2 separate regions of the Zea mays genome follow, and region 1 is linked to region 2. The links are chromatin contacts, called in public Hi-C maps. All regions are on one chromosome and are shown on one strand. The core of a region is the stretch at or near the end of the contact, and the rest is flanking DNA. Distances in the headings are between cores, read along the strand shown. Region 1 holds the start of LOC100274936. Region 2 holds the start of LOC100285072.

Region 1 (2,775 bases), core at 228-2,727, 200 kb after region 2:
TAAATATTTCAAATTAATATGGACATATAACCTAAACTAAATAACTAACAAAACTAAATATTATAAATAACAAAACAAAACCTTCATATAACAACCAAATTTAACCTAACATAATAACTAACATTATAATCTAATCATAAAATCTACGCCTTGACATGTACACATACAATCCAATGGCAGAAACTAAACATATGTTTGTAGACGTAACCGATCTACTAAACAATGTTGCTTGTATATCAAAATCTAAATTGGTTCAACCCATATTTACCTAGAAAACTAGGTTTACAAAAACACACTTAACATGGATTAAATTGAGGAGAGGGAGGATACCTTGATCTTGAAGATCCAAGGATCAAATCCAAGCTTCAAAGTTTGAGTCAATGAATTAGAGAACGTTGAAGGGATATGAAGAGAGATGAGAAATAAATGGATGTCGCATGTGTCGAAGACGTTGGGCGAGGGAAAGGAGAAGTCGTGGCTCGGTGCAATAGCTCGATGCTAATATCTATGGCGTGGAGCTTAGCAGCATAGGTCATAGCGTCGAGGTGCTGCCATGTCACATCTATGATGGTGTTAGTGTGTATATCTCGACGGCGTTGAATTGTGTATTAGAGACCATGACACTGATTTCTAGGATAAATAGCACTTTGTTCCACTAATAATCGAAAAGTGATTTTTTTAAAAGATGCTAAAATAAAAAAATCAAGATCCAGTTGTGTTACTAACTTCGTGTGCACTAAAGAATTGTTTGATTTCAGTGTATGGTAGAACGGATCCGCTCCGATCCCAACTTATTGTTTGGATTGATTCTGATCCCAACTTATTGTTTGGATTTGATTCTGTGTATGGCAAAGCGACTTCAAAAATAAAATTATGTTCAAATGCTGAATCATTTGTCTCTCCAAAATCTCTCAGACAGAGCCGCTCCATTCTAATTCCCAACTGGCTCTTACTTAAATAATGTATGTGTATTATGTACGAGTGTATCTTGGCATAGTGCAAAAGGAGTTAAAAGAAAGCAGCTCTTTTCATGCAAAACGAGTGTACCCTAAACTAAAATTTAGCCCCTGTCATATCGAATGTTTGAACCTCCGTTCCGGGTATTAAATGTAGTCGGATTATAAAACTAATTTGTCAGCCGAAGATTAAAAGACGAGACGAATCTAGTCCAGTTGGTTGGGTCTATATTTCATATTCCTATTTAAAAGTCAAACGTTTGATGTGACCCGAGCTAAACTTTAGCAGGTACAACCAAACACTCAGTATTTCACACATTGCTGGATGCCGACAGGCCAGTCCATCAGAGCCTGTGGCTGTCGTCTTTTCTTATCCACACGACCACGCACACGCACACAATCTGCATGGTACTACCATGTGTCAAGAATTGGCGTTGAAAATGACGAGATCGCGATTTTTTTTTTCTTCTTTCTCTAGTGCCGCTGCCTGTGAATCGATTCACAGTTTATCCACGAGACCACGACATCCCCAGACTCCCAGCATCGGCTCTCGCGATCAGCAAGCACAGCTCCAAGCAGGCTGCCAGCAATGCTGTCCCACGCGCCGTCTCAAATCCCCGCCGCCTCCAAACCGCGCCTCTCCTCTCGCAGGCGCAGCTCCCGCCTAGGCGCCAAACACCTCACGGCCACCGCCGCTGCGGCCTCAACACTCCGCAGCGTATCCGCCTCCCGCCGCGGCTTCGTCCTCTTCGTTCCCTCGCTCGCCGCCGCATCCGCCGTCCTCCGCCCGCTCCCGTCCGCCGCCACCGAGGCCGATGACACCGAAAGCCCGGCTCCACATCCACCGCCCACCGAAGAATCCCTCTCCCCGCAGCCCGCCGCGGATGCGGCGGAGACGAAGCCTGAGGCCAGCGAGTCGGCCATGTCGAGGGTGTACGACGCGACGGTCCTCGGGGAGCCAGAGGCGTTGGCAGGGGACGCGCGGGGGCGGGTGTGGGAGAAGCTGGCGGCTGCGAGGGTGGTGTACCTCGGCGAGGCCGAGCTCGAACCCGACCCCGACGACCGTGTGGTCGAGCTCGAGATCGTCAGGGGCCTCGCGGGCCGCTGCGCTGACGCTGGAAGGGGCCTGGCGCTCGCGCTGGAGGCGTTCCCCTGCGACCTACAGCAGCAGCTCGACCAGTTCATGGACGGCAGGTGCGGTGCTGCTCTCCGTCTGCGGTTGTAATTTATCACTTCTCCTATATGTTCTAATTTTAAGGCAACGTTGTTGCGATGGAAAAAATTGCTATGATTTGTGAGCCCAATATGATAAATTGGCGACCACTTGGAGGGCTTCTTTGTTCTTTGCACATGTTTAACTTGTATATGAGCCCCATTGGGCCTGGAATACACTTTGTTCCGCCACTTCCTAACAATTGTAACAAGCATAAATTGTATGCTGCCTCATTAATAGTGTGGTATTTTATCATGAAAAAGATGTAGTATTCTTTGCACCTCATGGTTTGTTGAAGCTAATTGGATGTTCGCGAACAATTACATTCTATAAGAGAATTAAGTAAGAACTTGACAAGCTTATGCTTTATTTAGGATTGATGGTGGAATCTTAAAGTTATACACATCGCACTGGTCGCAGGAGCTATGGCAGGAGTATGAACCTCTTCTGTGTTACTGCCGTGATACTGGAATTAAGCTTATTGCTTGTGGAACACCACTGGAGGTGATTGTTAGCTACTTAGCTTGTACAGTCAATAAGCTAGTATGTGAATAATGTGGACAACCTTTTTTATCAATAGCATACAGCGCCAGTGAATCAAGTCTT
Region 2 (2,876 bases), core at 245-2,744:
TTCCATAAATATACCCTTGATAGAGGACCCCAGTGTGTTGCACATCGAGGAGACCTCCGCACGGAGTGCAGCGGAGTATGGGTCAGAGAACACAGGATCAAGGTCAGGGAGGATGTCACGCACAGCCTCGTACATGTCAACGACGCGGAAAAGGCGCTCCGGCGCGCGGCTTGAGGAAGAGATAGCGTCGCCGAACGATATGAGCTGCAGAGCCTGGGTACGCACGGCGGCGATGAAGGCAAGATCGCCGAAGGGGGCGAGGCCGTCGAAAACGCGGTCACATAGGCGGCGCTCACTGGGAATCAGTATGCGAAACACCATGTTGAACGCCGGGATCCAGCGGGCGATGTCGAACTCAAGCTCCTCCCAGGGTGAGGCATGAACCTCCTCGGCGGTGCGGGAACGGACGCCGAGGCGCGCAACGCTCTCGTCGACGAAGCCGCGGCGCGCCGCGGCGTAGGCCTCAGCGCACTCGCGGCCAAAGCCGGCGTCCACCATCCTCCTGGCGATCTGGTGCACGTTGGCGATGGACCCCGGAGAGAGAGCATCGATCACGACGTCGTAGTCCGTCACCGGCTTGGCGATCGGGATAGGCTCGTCGCCGTAGTTGTTCCCACCTCCGAAGTCCTCCTCGTCGTCGTCGCTCCCGTCCGACCCGAACCCACCCGGCACCACGGGGGCGGCGGCGTCGGGGCGCTCTATGAGCTCCCTGAACTCATCCTCCAGACGCGCCATGCACCGGCTGAGCAGCTCGTCGGAGCGGTCGAGCAAGGCGCGGTTGGTCCCCGCGGCGTCCAGCTCCTGCACGGTGCCGATGAGGTCGTCGACCGCCTCCAGGAACGCGTCCGCGTCGGCGGAGTCCGCCCAAATCAGCCGATCCATGGCCACGAACTGCGAGATCTGGCGGTCCAGCGCGCGCACGGTCCGCTCCATCGACGTGACCAGCGGCCTCGGCCCAGCGGCCGACACCGCCGCCGCGGGAGGCGGGGGCAGCGGCGGTGACGTCGGCATCGAGCGCTCCCCTACGATTCCTCCCCCTCCTCCTCCTCCTCCTCCTCCGCCACCACCGGACGCAGCGGCCGCCGCCGCCGCGCGCGCGGCGTAGAGCTTGTCGAGCGAGAGGCGGCCGTCGTAGTTGGAGAAGACCTTGAGGATGTCCTCCGTCATTGTGTCGCTGCTCCCCAGCGTCTGCACGATATGCTGCACCGTCGCGAGCAGCTTCTCCTCGCCATCCTCCGCCATGGCTCTTGGGTCGGGGTGCAAGACGGCTACTTTCGTGGCCGGAACAGCATCACCCGGCGCGCTGGCTCCGATCTGGATGATGGCTCCACGCGGCTTCGGGTGATGTTTGTTGTGGGCGGAGACGAGGCGAGGGGAAGACTTCTCGCTTCTCGCTCTGGAACGCGGTGGCGTCTAGTCGAGACTCGAGAGCGACCGCTTGCTTGACTGGTGGCCACTGCTACGGCACGGGGCACGGGCAGCTCTCGAGTTGCAGTGCCGTCATGCCGAGTGCGCGGCGTAAACTTGCGGTGGGTGTTGGGCCAGTCACGGACGGTCTTGAGTCTTGACGGTGAAAACGGCGTGGCCTCGGGAGATGCGAAAGGCAAAGGTCGTGCCGTGTCGTCGGTGACAGCGTCGGCATAGCACAGGGCTAGGCTGCTTGTCTCTTGTCTGGCACAGACGAAAAAGTCATGGCACAGGGCTAGGCTGCTTGTCTAGCAGGTGGGTTTCAGACGGAGAAGGCGGGAAGGATGACTGGATGAGGCTGGTTTCAACGGCGTGAGCCGCGGGAAGGACAGTCACGGGGATAATGAACTATCTCTCCAAAATTCATGTTTACGGTTTTCTTAACAGTTTTGCCATTATAGTTTAAAAGATACTACACTTTTGCCATTTTGCCTACGTGGCTGACCACTTCCGTCCGCCACATTATTAACACTAGTCCAATGCATACATACACCGGCACATAATCATGATTCAGACTTTATCGGCAATGCAATAGTTGAGCGATACACGAGGGTCTAATAAATCATTATGGTGGACCTTCTCAAAAACAATATTCATAATAAATAAAGTTAATATCTATGAGAATATATTGTCTATATCTAGTATTGATAATAAAAATAAATATTACACTTTACCTTAGTTAAATGACCGAGAAATATATAAGTTAAAAAGGACTTTTAAAATTGATCCTTACATGGTTTGGGAAACATTAAATACTGCAGGCATTTCTAAATCGTTGTATTACCAATTAAATTCAGACTCGTCCTGTTGTGGGAAAAGAAATTATTTTATCTTTATCAAACATATCTAATGGGTCTTTAAATGCACTATAGTTAATAGTTAGTAGCTAAAATTAGTTAAGACCTCTAAACACTCTAGCTAATAGTTCAACTATTAACATTTTTTGGTAAATTAGTGTCGGGGACCATAATTAGGGGTACCTCAAGGCTCCTAATTCTCAGCTGGTAACCCCATCAGCACAAAGCTGTAAAGGACTGATGGGTGCGATTAAGTCAGGGATCGGTCCATTCGAGGGCCTCGATCACGCCTCGCCCGAGCCTAGCCTCGGGCAAGGGCAGCCGACCCCGGAGGATCTCCGTCTCGCCCGAGGCCCCCCTCCAGCGACGAACATACTTCTGGCTCGCCCGAGGCCTAGTCTTCGCCAAGAAGCAACCCTGGCCAAGTCGCCACGCCAACCGACCAAATCGCAGGGGCATTTAATGCAAAGGTGGCCTGGCACCTTTATCCTGACGCGCGCCCTTCCGTCGACAGAGCCGAAGTGACCGCAATCACTTCGCCGCTCCACTGACCGGCCTGACAGAAGGACAGCGCCGCCTGCGCCGCTCCGACTGCTGCGCCACTCGACAGAG

Evidence for each region. A called contact is a pair of places that touch in the nucleus more often than the background predicts.
Region 1: a contact with region 2 is called in a Hi-C map of leaf, with 8 times the contacts expected there. The contact joins the promoter of LOC100274936 here to the promoter of LOC100285072 in region 2. A contact is called at or near these places in 6 of 25 Hi-C or Micro-C datasets (bundle sheath, ear, leaf and 2 more).

What each region holds. Positions count from the first base shown.
Region 1 is chr8:121,473,190-121,475,964 of Zm-B73-REFERENCE-NAM-5.0, forward strand. It overlaps LOC100274936, which reads left to right and starts at 1,478. Exons shown (of 7, transcript NM_001349907.1): 1 at 1,478-2,150; 2 at 2,544-2,673. The coding sequence starts at 1,546.
Region 2 is chr8:121,271,627-121,274,502 of Zm-B73-REFERENCE-NAM-5.0, forward strand. LOC100285072 reads right to left here and starts at 1,495. Exons shown (of 1, transcript NM_001157967.2): 1 at 1-1,495. The coding sequence starts at 1,242.